3 separate regions of the Mus musculus genome follow, and regions 2 and 3 are each linked to region 1. Evidence: chromatin contacts called from public Micro-C and promoter capture Hi-C data. All regions are on one chromosome and are shown on one strand. The core of a region is the stretch at or near the end of the contact, and the rest is flanking DNA. Distances in the headings are between cores, read along the strand shown.

Evidence for each region. Promoter capture Hi-C pulls out the DNA fragments that hold promoters and counts their contacts. Hi-C and Micro-C count contacts between places; a contact is called where the count stands out from the background.
Region 2: a Micro-C map of the G1E-ER4 cell line shows a contact between it and region 1, with 2.5 times the contacts expected there. The contact joins the promoter of Drc7 here to the promoter of Cx3cl1 in region 1. A contact is called at or near these places in 2 of 484 Hi-C or Micro-C datasets (both in the G1E-ER4 cell line) and 1 of 9 other capture datasets (adipose tissue).
Region 3: a contact with region 1 is called in a promoter capture Hi-C map of cranial neural crest. The contact joins the enhancer-like site here to the promoter of Cx3cl1 in region 1. A contact is called at or near these places in 5 of 39 promoter capture datasets (the C10 cell line, cranial neural crest, liver and 2 more).

Annotation. Positions count from the first base shown.
Region 1 is chr8:94,770,920-94,775,258 of GRCm38.p6, reverse strand. It overlaps Cx3cl1 (chemokine (C-X3-C motif) ligand 1), which reads right to left and starts at 3,079. Exons shown (of 3, transcript NM_009142.3): 1 at 2,925-3,079. The coding sequence starts at 2,994.
Region 2 is chr8:95,053,691-95,057,684 of GRCm38.p6, reverse strand. It overlaps Drc7 (dynein regulatory complex subunit 7), which reads right to left and starts at 2,582. Exons shown (of 18, transcript NM_001042715.3): 1 at 2,542-2,582; 2 at 1,471-1,684; 3 at 910-1,084. The coding sequence starts at 1,676.
Region 3 is chr8:94,295,156-94,299,205 of GRCm38.p6, reverse strand. Nup93 (nucleoporin 93) reads right to left here. Exons shown (of 22, transcript NM_001357266.1): 8 at 2,617-2,756. Among named protein-coding and RNA genes, the nearest start is that of Mir138-2, 27 kb to the left of the region's middle. Within about 2 kb of position 2,680, at least 35 of the 459 cell types and tissues checked have an H3K27ac peak or open chromatin away from gene starts, as enhancers often do.

The DNA.
Region 1 (4,339 bases), core at 1,830-4,329:
TCCATCCATGAATCCATTCATTCATGTATCCATCCATCCATTCATCCATCCACACATCCATCCATCCATCCATCCATCCATCCATCCATCCATCCATCCATTTCTTAAGTCAGCCAGCACTGGCTTGAATGGGAGTTGGGGTGAAAATGGGGCCTGTCTCAGCCTTCAGAAGGGTCCTGGATCTATGGGCAGGTTAGATACGAATGATGATGAGGAGGAGGGTTGAGCACCTACTGTGTTTCAGATCCTGTGTTCAGCACACACACATCTGCTCAATAAGAGCAGTAATAAGTAAGAGAACTAATAAAACTCCCAATCTCTGCATAGTGCACATTGCTATCTTCTTCTTACAGATGGATGCAGAAGCTGAAGATCAGAGGGTTCAGCTGCTTGCCACTGTAAGCACAGTCTACTGCTTGTGGCAGAGCAGGTTTTTCCTAAACACTACAGTTGCATAATCCTGGCAAAGCCTCACATTCTGGCCATTCACAAACACCCTAGGATTTACAGGAATGAGAGATAGCTTTCAAATGTGAGGAGTAATCAGGGGAGGCTTCCTGGGAGAAGCATGCTTCCGGTTGTCCCTTAAGGACTGCTAAGACACACTGGGTGGGCCCTGGGGCAGCTTTTCTCAATGGCCATACTGTTCTCATTTTGGACCTGCTCATTTTTTGTTGTGGGGGCTGACACTGTGCATTCTACACCAGGAGCTGAAAATATTGGGACATTTGTAATAATAATAATAATAATAAATTTGGAAATTGCCAAATATCCCCTGGGAGGACCATCATCCTATAGGGAGCTCATTCATTTCCCAACCTTCTTCCCACAGATAATGTCAACATCATGTAGGCATAGAACAGCACATTTCCCATAGGCCCCTCTCAGGAGGCTGAGGCAGGAGGAGAGCTACATGGAAAGACCCTGCCTCAAAAACAAAACATAAACCAAGCAAACAACACAAGTTAAGCCACCCCTCCCTTCCTGTGCTTTTTCCTTCTAACAGACCAAATGGCTTACTGGTTTATTTTTGTGTATTGCAGCCAAATTTCAGCACCCTGAGAGCTGGGCCCCGTGGGCCCTTTATTCCCTGCTGTGGTCTTAGCAACCAGAAATGCGCTTGTCGCACAGCAGGTGTCCAGTTTGCCAACCAAATGAATGGATGAGATGCATGCAGAGGTGCTTAATGGCATATAAAACCTCGACCAACAGAGAAGTGTGTGTGTGTGTGTGGGGGGGGAGCTTCTAATTAAATCCATAGGGCCCTCGATCTGACTGACACTGGAGCTGTCCGCCTCTGCCCCCCTCCACCCCCACTGAGGATGGGGGAAGCAGGCTGGAACAGCTGAAAGCAGATATATTTTTTTTCTTTCTTTTTCTCTTTCTTGCTGAGACTTGAGTGGGAGTGAATGCGTCAGTGCTGGAGAGCAGCCTTCCCTGCTCCAACTTGCATTTGCAGGTTTGTTACATAAAGCGCTGAGCGCTCGCTCGCTCGCCTGACACAGCCCTGCAGACCCACATTTGGGGACTGACGCAGATGCCCTGCACCAGCCTGCAGCATCCCTAAAGCCTGAGACACCCCCCCCCCCTTGCTGAGGGAGCTCTAGGGTGAACCCAGCTGAATACCTCATTCAAGGGGAGAAGAAACTGAGGTTCACTGGGGTTGAGTCATCCATCCTCACTGTGTCCTGGCAAAGCCAGCAACCACGATTAGGGTCCTCAGGCATCAGACATTCTGGGTTTTCTTTTCAACCTTGCCTAGGATTTCCCTATAAGCTTAGGAAAGTGATAGCTACCACCATGACCACATGCACTTTCCAAAATGCCTCCCTAGACACTGGAGTTTTCTCACCGGTAAGGCGTGAATGCTACAGCAGTTGGGACCAGAGAAGTCAAGACCCTGCTCCATTGACACACAGGGAGGTGATGGCAAAGCAACCTCCATCTGATTCCTACTTCCCCGTGCGCACTGTCTACAAATATCTCAGGCTTGAGGGCCAGAGCTCAGACAGCAGAAAGGCAGGCACAATTTTATCCCACCACCCCCACTCCCACCCACTCACCCACCCAGCTCCCTGTGGCACTGGTGATTTAGTTCCATGGAGATATCCTTGATGCTGGGGGTTGGCTCTCATTTTTTTCCAGTTTCACAGTGCGCCCTAAGGCAGAGTGCCACCTTCTCTGAGCGACAACCTGCTAATTTAGCCTGGCTAAATAGCCTCGGCCCTCCCTGAGGATGGAGCTCTAGAGGTTAAAGGAGGTGGAATGGTCAAAAGAGAAGGTGGGCAAGGCTGTTGGTCTCTCCTTCCTTAAGTCCCTGGGCATCACTCTCTCCTGCCCTGCATACTGGCTGAGCATCCTCAAACAGATCTCTAGCTCTAGCTCTCCATCTTTCCTATGTCCCTAGGAATGTCTACACCTTGTACTACCAGGTAGTGGACTCCAGGAAGCAAGTCCGTAGAGACAAAATATTTTCTAAGCTGGGTTTGGAGAAAGTGGCAAGGATGATGGGGGAGACACAGGCAGAGAGACGACAAGCTGCACGCCAGTACTAGAGACAAGCTCCATCCCCATGAGCTGCAGTGACCTTGACCTTAACTATTTCTGGGGGCCTGGAGCGACAGGGCAGGGGAAAGTCCTACCTAGTCCCTGGCCCCGGGCCAGAGCTTATACAGGTTATAGTTAACCTCAGTAGGAAGAACCACCTCTTGTCCGTCAGCCAGGAGCCTGCTCAGGTTTCCCTCAGCCCTCGCTCTCCTCCCCACACAGCTTCTGTCTCCCACAGACACCTCCGAGGTGTCTCCCCGACTCCCACCCCAGAAGCCACTGGGATGGCTGGGACTCGCGGGGGCCTATTTTCCCCAGGGAGATGCAGTCTGCATACCCTTCCTTTCTCCCCGAGGTAGGGTCCGGGACCCACTCACCCGGCAGCAGAGTACACAAATGGAAGAACGCGGCCAGGCGCAGCAGCCACGCGAGCGGCGAGGGAGCCATGGCTGGAGTGCAGGAATTCGGCGGGCCAGGAGGCTGGGCCGTGTCGCAGCTCCTAGTAGTCACTCGCGGCTGGTCTCGGTTGCTTTTTATAATGGGCTGGCAGCCTCCGCCCCCGGCGCCCGCAGTAGGAGGCGGTGGGAGGGGAGAGGAAGAGCCTGTAGCTGCGGCTGGATTCCTCCCAGGTTGCCAGGGAACCAGTTGCAATCCTGCGCTGGGCTCCGCTGCGGGAGCGGCGCGATGGGAACCTGGTGGGTTAGCAGGGTTACCTTCCCTGGAGAACCTAGGTCTTGTCTAAGCCGGACACTGAGCCAGGGACATGCAGAGCGCTGGTCCCCGCCAGGCCGGATCTGCCAAGCTCTTTCTTGATCTGGGGGCAGATGGGGTCTTTCGCCCATGCGATGCAGAACCCCCAGCAATCACCCCTTAAAATCCCCAGATACATTTCAGCCTATGCATCTGCTGGACTCAACACCGAACCTGGCAAGCAGTTTCCTGAAACATAGATCCAGTCCTGCCTTCTATGGACAGGTGGGGAAACTGAGACCCAGAGAAGGGAGAGACCATTCCAAATCACACAGAGCTTCACTCGATAAACTTATCAAGACCACGGAGGAGAAGACTGCAGAGCCAGGGCTGCTGAGGACATGGACATGGAGGGAACATGGGCCTCCTGGCCTCCTTAGCTGTTGTGTAGCCCCTCTAGCCTTTGCTCTATCCAGGGCTGGCTGTGCCTTCTGCTAGCTCCCGAAACAGCACAGCCACGAACTTGTCTTCGGAGCTAAGGGTCTCTTGGCTCCTCTTGGACCCTAATGCAGAGCCTTAGAGAGGTCCTGCCTCCTTCCAGGGTAGCTCTGCCACTGTAGAGTCTGGCTAACCCAGCTTCTGGCTCGGATCTTCCAGAAGCTTTCTCCATGAGACCAGGCAAGACCTAGCAGCAAAGCTTGGGTACTGCACACAACCTGACTTCCCGGAAGACAGGGAGTACAATCCTGGGAGTCTAGAAAAGTCAGAGCCTCCCCAGCCTCGGGCTGGGAGTGAATTGCGCTACTCTTTTTGGGCTGCCAGCCAGAAGGAAAAACCAGTTTGTGTAGAAAACTGTCCTAGGCTAAGGTGCCAGTTGGACCATAGCCAGCCTGGTCCAGACTGCAGAGGCTGCAGCTGCCGCCCCCGAAGACCTCGTGCTCTCTCCTGCTATACATTGTAGCAGGGCTAGCACCTGGTGTGGGTACTGATAGTGTTGAGGGTGGCTGTCCTGGCAGGGATCAATATCCACTGAGGCCCAGAGAACCTGCCCTCAGCTGGCCAGATAAGAAGCCAGGAAGCCTCATTTTACAGCTGGAGAGAC
Region 2 (3,994 bases), core at 1,333-3,832, 280 kb before region 1:
TGCCCATTGTTGAGTTAGTTAGACTGCAGTCTATAAGTCATTCCAATAAATTTCCTTACGATATGAGATATTCCATAAGTTCTGTGACTCTAGAGAACCCTGACTGAGACACTAAGTGAATTGTCTAAGCTCACTCAATAAGAAAGGGCTAAAGGACACAGATCTCCAACCAGGACAAGGTCTTTTCAGAGACCTACAGAGGTTCTGGACAGAGGTAACTAGTGACCAGGGTGGTCTCCAGTAGCAGGTACTGACCCCTCAAGGGAAGAGCAAAGCAATAGGAAAAAGATGAGCAGAGCAGGCCTACCCTCCACATGGCCCCAGGTAGCTCCCTGAGCCTCAGTTTTCCCCATCTGTGGCTACCCTATACATAGGCACAGTCTCCTAGAATATGTTAGTAATCAACACGGAGAGCAACCTCTAGTTCAAGATCATCCTGGGCTACATAGTAGCCACTTTAACTCAAGACTAAAAAGGCTGGAGATGCAGCTCAATGGCAGGGCACTAGCCTAAACTATGTGTCAGGCCCTTGTAATCAACACTGAAAGCCACAGCTAGTTCAAGGGCATCCTGGGCTACATAGTAACACCTCACCTTAACTCAAGACTGAAAAGGCTGGAGATACAGTGCAGTGGCAGGGTGCTAGGCTACTATGTGTCAGGCCCTGGGCTCATCTACAGCTTCCAATCAGAGCTTCAGATCTCAGGCCTGCAACCCCCCCCCCCCCACCCACCCAGGAGTCTGTATGTCTCTCCAGCCCCTGACAGGCCAGAGCTGATTCACAGGGACTTCTACAGGACAGCTGGGATTTGACCCAGAGACCACCACGTAGAACTGGGTATGCCTCACCCCATTCCCCACCCTCACCCCGCTCCTGCTCAGGCCCTGCCCTCCAAGCCCCAGGCTTACAGGCACATTGCACTCATTTAACGGGTGCAAGAAGAGAGGCACGCGGTCTGGACACAGGTGGCTGTACTGGCGGGAGAAGTTGTCTGCCACCAGCAGCAGGTGCTCCTCCTTCAATGAGTTGGTGGTATAGGAAGGAGGCAGCTTGGTGACATCAACAGGGGCCTGGCTTATGACCCTGTGTCCAAGGAAAGATAACAATAATCTAAGAGAGGCCATGCTTGGCACACCCAGAAATCCCCTAAAATGCCTGAGCTGTCTTTGCCTTATCTTCATTTGATTTTCACAACTCCATGGAGACTGCCACTACTTATATTTTCACTCTTACACAGACAAAGTAATGGAGGCTGCAAAAGGTTGACGGCCTTCCCCCCACCCCCGTACCCCTCATCCCCACACACCCCAGTCACACAACTGGGGCAAGGTGAGCAGTCTGGGAGTAGAACCTCAAACTGAATCACATCCCTCTATGACCCCCGCTCCCAGCCCAGATGCTACCAATCCTGCCTTGGTCCTTTCTGACCGCCAGCGCTGGGCTGGGAAAGCCCCAGTCCGGACACTCACGAGTGATCAGCTTGGGTAGGGATCTCGATGGCCATCAGCTTCCCCTCCAGGTCTCGAAGCTCATCCTGGCTCAGGATGGTCCCCTCTCTGCTCACTTCGGCGGACTTTGTCACCCTCTCCAGCTTCTCAGTCCGTTCGGCCCTCTCGGCTGCTTCTTCACGCTCAGCCTCCTCCTCCTCCTCCACTTTCTCTCTCAGGACCTCCATCCTGACAGCTAGAGATGAGGAAAAAGCAAAGACGCTCAAAATGGCCGTTGTCCGACAGGAAGAAGTCACCGAGACCACTCGTACATGCTGAGTGGTCCCAGGTACATTCCTCATGGAGGAGGAGCAACATCCCTTGGAAGCATCCCTTCCACCAGCCAGGAACAGACCTCCAACCTAGCAGCATGGTCTGGTTTTTAAAGCCCTTTGCTGCCTCTTAGGTACAGGGAGATAACCAAGAAGTGGGTTATATTTTTATTAATAAAGTTATACTTTTATTTCACAGCTCACTAGAAACCTATTGTGTGGTAAACACAAAAATGATATCCCTCATCCTTAACAGACTGATGTAGTTAGTCCTATGAGTCCCATTCTACAGGTGAGAAGAGCAAGGACTAGAGAGCCTAAGAGAATCATCGGAGTTACATACAGCAGAGAGCAGATCTTTGACTGGAACCCATGGATTTCTGCCTTTGAAACCCATGTAAGAGGGGAGCTATGGAAGGGAAAGGGGTGGGAGATGGGGGGTGGGGAGCAAGGAAAGAAACATGACAGAAAGATCAAGGTGTCAGGGGGCAGGCCAGCTCTAGCTGGGGCTCAAGGTCACAAATTAGGCCATCAAAGTGGGTCTGGGTCCAGACCTGCAACATTAACACCCCCCCCCCCATACAGGCTACCTCCTCAGCTACTGAGGGACCCATAGTGTCCTACCAGAGCCTCTTCCCAGCAGCCTTCTCCTCTCCACAAAACAGCCCTTCCCGACAGGTCAGGGCTAGGAGACCCCAGGAAGGAATACTTTGCTTCTCTGGGCCCTCCCTCCCTATCTCAAGCAGGTCCAGCCATGCCCAGTTTCCAGTTCCCTCCTTACCCTCCAAGAACAGCCTTACTGTTACTTGTCTCTATGGTAACAGCGGAGGGCAGGCCCTGGGAGAGGAGGCTTCTGGGAAATGTAGTTTCTTGTGATTGCTTAGGTTCCAGTTTTCCTCCTCCTCCACCACCACCACCACCACCACCACCATAGTGTGCTGGATGGTAGAGTAAGAGAATACAAGAGATGGTCACCAAGCTTTTAGCAATTATTGTGAACCAGTTGTCAAATGCAGCATTATTAAATGATTAAAAACCTCCAGAGAATTATTGCTCCCGATACATGAGCGAGGCAACATATAAAAGTGTTTATTGGGACTTAAGGTTCCAGAGGGTTAGAATCCATGATCATCATGTCAGCAAGCATGGCAGCAGACTGGCTGGTATGGTGCCGGAGCATAAGCTGAAAATTTACATCCCAATCTACAGGCACCAGGTCGGGGGTTGTGGGTGTAGCTAACTGAGAACGTATGAACTTTGGAAAGCGCAAAGCCCAGCCCCAGTGACACACCTCTTCCAGTGAAGCCACGCCTCCTCCAGAGAAACCACTCCTCCCACTCCTTCTAATCAGTTCCACCAATGGGGGACCACCAAACATTCGAATATATGAGCCTATGGGAGTCATGTCCTTCAAACCACTGCATGAAGTACTTACAATAAAAACAAAAGCAGTAGATGCTGAAAGCCCATCACTTCCCAGCTATCTGGCTACTTCCTGAAGTGGAAACTTAAGGGTTCTTTGGGAAGTCAGTTGTGTTGGATGGTGTTTTGCTGGGGCAAACAGGTGAAAGAAAGTTTAGCTGACACAGGAGAAAGGATATTCTGCTAAAGCAAGCCCATGAAAGGACTCGCGATGAAGGATTCTTCACTAGTGACATGCATGTATTGGTCCACCTTACATTGTGTAGTTGAGCTGCATTTGTTAGGACTCTATAGAGAGAAACGCACCAAAAAACCCTTCTGGTGGTGTGCTTCTTGACGCTTCCTCCGTCTCGGGCTGATTGGCAGAGTGAAATCAGCTGAGTCGCACTCACGTGCTGAGGCAAGATCAGTGAAGGACATGTGATGTTTGGAGGGAGTATAAATAGGACCTAACAGACTGTGATGAAGGCAGAGCTTGGCTTTCTTATAGAGCTGGCTGTGCAATGCTTGTTGGTCTCACATCTTTGCTGATCCTTACTTTGCTGAGAGAGGCACAACTGAGAAATTTTCCTGGTGTTCCTGCTGGTCCTGGTCCCTCCTGCTGACTTGTGCCGAGGCTGAGGCCTGGCACCAATGCTGCTAACCCAACTCTTTGGAACTGGACAGCTGATATTTCCATGGAGTGTTTTTGAGTGGACTGTGCTGCTGCTGCTGCTGCTGCTGCTGCTGCTGCTGCCCTGTGAGCTGAAGTGCCAATTTCCAGACAACACAGACAGGAGTTGCTCCATTTCTAGACAGGTCCGCTTCCCCTG
Region 3 (4,050 bases), core at 1,431-3,930, 480 kb after region 1:
CAAATCGTAAAATTTGATGCATTAGTAATAATGGTGTTTAAGAATTAAAAGTGAACTATGCAAAATTATGTATCATATATATCTAGATCATAACTACAAAAAATAAAACTAAACTAAATACTCATGACTAAAGAAGGAAGAGGAGGACACTATGAGGAGGCAAAAGGAGTCTCTAGGTGTGAGGGATGGGGACCTCTCTTCTGCAGGTCTTCTTTTCAGCATTTTCCAAAGTTTCCATAAAAAGCATGTATAATGGAAAAGAAGCACAAGGTAGTTTATAAATGCATTCTCCCCACCACTGCAAGTATTTAAACGCACAAGATGAGAGGACAGAGTTCTATGTAGTAGCCAGAGCAAACAGATGCCCACTACTACCTCTTCCAACTTGTAATAAGACACGTGTGCTGGCAAGATCCTAAATTAAAGAATTCTAAACTCTTGAAAACCAAGACAAATATATCCTATCTCAAGCCTTGGAACACGGAAGGGACAGACCAAGCCTATATTTTCTCAACATTTTTGGCCTGATCTCTAAAAACCTATTTGGAACCAGGTCTACTTTACCATCTGGTGGATTATGTATCCTGAAACATTACGTGTAGACTGTCAGCAGAAAGGCACCTGCAGAACTGTATCCCTGAGATTGCTATTCTAAATAGGTAATAAGAAAGCATTCAAAAGGATGCTGTAGAGAGTAATGCTACTCAAGAGATGGAGAAAAGGCTTTATTAACTGGACAGGTGCTTCTAGGGAGCTCTAAAAGTCCAGCTAGAGAATGGGCAATGAAAGAATAACTAAAGTCTGGGCTGGAGAAATGGATTAGCTGTTAAGAGAACTTTCTGCTCTTACAGAGGACCTGGGCTGGGTTCCTGGCACCCATATGGTTGCTCACAACTGTCTGTAACTCCATACTGTTACAACCTCACTGTACCAACCTCACTGGCACCAGACGTACACATGGTGTACATATGTACTTTCAGGAAGAACACCCATACACATAAAATAAATACATTTAAAAAGTTAAAAACTGCGTGGAATAAATAATAAACTGGGATGCATAAACAATAGAACACAGACCTGGTAGCTGAAACACCAACTTAATGATTAGGTTTAACAGAAAAAGCATTTAATTTTTAATTCCTTAAGATTTTTATACGGTATAAGATTATCTGGCTCTTAGTCTTGTAACTAAAAATGAACAAATATTACTTTATTAGGGTCCTTATACTTGACAGTCAATACAGTCAAACTTCCATCACAAAAGCTTAGCCAGTGGGGCTGGAGAGATGGCTAATCAGCTGAGAGCACTGACTGCTCTTCCAGAGGACTTGAGGTTCAGTTCCAGCACCCACACAGTGGCTGGCTCACAGTGTCTAGGGGGTGCAGTCCTAGGGGGTCCAACACCCTCGTCTGGCCTCCATGGACACCGTACTCTTGTGGTACACAGGCATAACTAACCATAAAAATAAAAATGTAAACTAACGTGAAAACAGTCAAAGTCTAAAGAACTATTTCTCAAACCTTTACACAGAGAGATTAGAGAAAGTCAACAACAGCCCCGGTTTACAGATGCAGATTTCTAGTATCAGGAATGGAGACTGGTGAGGGCGTGCATTTCATGTCACTAAGGTGCAATTAGTGTGATATGTGCTATGAAAACCAGTTCCCTGCAGCATCAAGTCTGACTTCCCTCAGGGATCTTCCTAATCAAGTAGTATTTTGTTGACAAAGCAACCACACTGCAAGGCTGCTGGCATTTGAGACTGGCTAAGGCTGCAATTCAGCTCGTATACTCAGCTAAGCTTTCTCCTCTCAGGCCAGCGGGGTGACACCCAGCACCCTGACTCTATTTAGAGTCACACTCCTGACCATCCCTGCTGGCATTCCACAGACTGTCACAAATACAATGAATGGTGCTGGCCCTAGTAATGAAGTGGACAATAGGGTATGACGAACCAGCTACGAACCAACTCTGATTAGTGAGGAGGTGGAAGAAAGCCCAGGCACAAAGCGCTGGCCTCGGCAGCTATGCAGGGCCCTGACTCAGGGGTTAACTGGGTAGGGCCAAGGAGAGTAAAGTTACAGGGGCCTTGCTAAGATTTCCAAGTCATTTATTGCAAGAGTGAGTTAAAAAGCTGTAAGAAAACAAAGGAACCTGAGGAGTGAATGCTGGACCATATTAGGAAATCAGAATTATAACCCAAGTCATTATGATCTAATCAACATGTCTCCGTGTTAAATTATGGAAAGCAGAGAAATAAAAGATGTGAACAGTGCTTTCCCTCACCACCCTTTCCATGTATGATTTTATCAAGTGCAGAAACAGTCTGAGTAGATAAGTGTTCTGACAACAGAATTAGCTCAGCTCCAGTCAGTTTAAAGTACTCCAGTTATAACACACTCAGTCCCAGAACTACGTAAGACCAAGTAACATGTGACTTTAGGGAAGGTGAAAGCCTGCCCTGACCAGACACGGACATACTGAGAGACAGAGAGAGGGGTGGAGGAGGGAGGGAGGGAGGGAGGGAGGGAGGGAGGGAGAGAGAGAGAGAGAGAGAGAGAGAGAGAGAGAGAGAGAGAGAGAGAGCGAGAGAGCGAGAGAGCGAGCTTCCTTACCTCTGCTCAAGATATCCCAAGGCTTGCTTGACAAAGTCCATACGCACTTCCACACTGCTCCGGCTCTTCAGGGCGTCAGTTGCTGGTGTCAGCACCACATCTGTCATTTGTTTTACCATGGCCCACATGTCAGAAATGCTCTGCATATAAATGAGGTTGTGTATGACAACCATGTACAAGGGGAGGAGTTACCTGGCTATGACTGCACTGGCAGGCAGAATGAGGAAGGGTTGAGGTTTTATGTCTGAGATGCCCCTGGCTCAAATTCAGTGCAGAAGATGGGCCTCTGCCTTGCCAATCCTAAGAGCTCTGATCACTGATGAGTATATCCCTGCCCTGCTTGGAGCTGGCTTTCAGACCAATTACCATGCCAGGCCTGACAGAAGCACCTCCATCATTATAGGCACATGAAAGTAAGAAGAGCTCAACCTTAGTGGCTCACCCTTTAAGAGGGAGTGAATGCACTTCTAATTACCCAGCACTCTAGGAACTTAAACATAAGTCCTTACAAGGTTATTTAAGTTTCTTAGGGCTTAAAATAAGAGTTTAACCTAAATAACACGGTTCTGTCCTCCCAGAGGCTCTCTGGGCTGCCACCGTAGCCCACTTTATCAGTAAATGCCACGGCCTCCTGTTCTCCCTCCCACTCCACCTCAAGAGCGCCTCCAGGAAAGAGGGTTTTCTTTGTGTTCCTCTCCCCAGGCTCTGAATTTCTCCTTCAAAACCTGTTTTCTGGCCCCTTGGCAACACTCTAAAGATAGAAGCAGAGAAATGCACTGCAGTGGGGAAAAGTTGGTTCTCCTGGCGCCTCTCTCAACAGTGAAAGCTGCAGAATGAATACTAAGCAAATGTGACTAGTGAAGTCTCACGTCTGTCTTGAAATCTGTTTGTACTGCTTTTTATTTTACTACTGGGGGGGGTACAATTCTGAAAAACAAACCTGTGTATGAGTGTTTCTGCTCCTGTACTGGCCTTCCCTTCCTTCTGCCTTCCCTCCAGCACCTTCTAATGCACCCACCCCTATCCACCCACTGCTGCTCTTCCTAAAGGAGAAAGCTGCCAGGGAAGTAAGAGGGTGAGGAAGGCGTAAGTTAAGTTCAAGGAGATAGCACCAACTCCGCCCTCTGCATCCTTAAAGAGCATGCTGATACCTGAGGAGAGAAAATGGTCAAGAAGCCAAACAGAGCTCAGGACCTCTGACCACTGACTAATCCCAGCCAGAACTTTTGAGGATTTTTTTTTAATTATGTATTTTCCTCATTTACATTTCCAATGCTCTCCCAAAAGTCCCCCATACCCTTGGATGTATTTTTAAAAAGCCACCACAAAAACAATCACTCCAATTTATAAAAAACATTGGGAAAAAAATGCTAACTCTTAAAACAGTCTCTCTTAGCATACTGCAGCCTAGTCAGTAAGGCGCTGACGCCATTT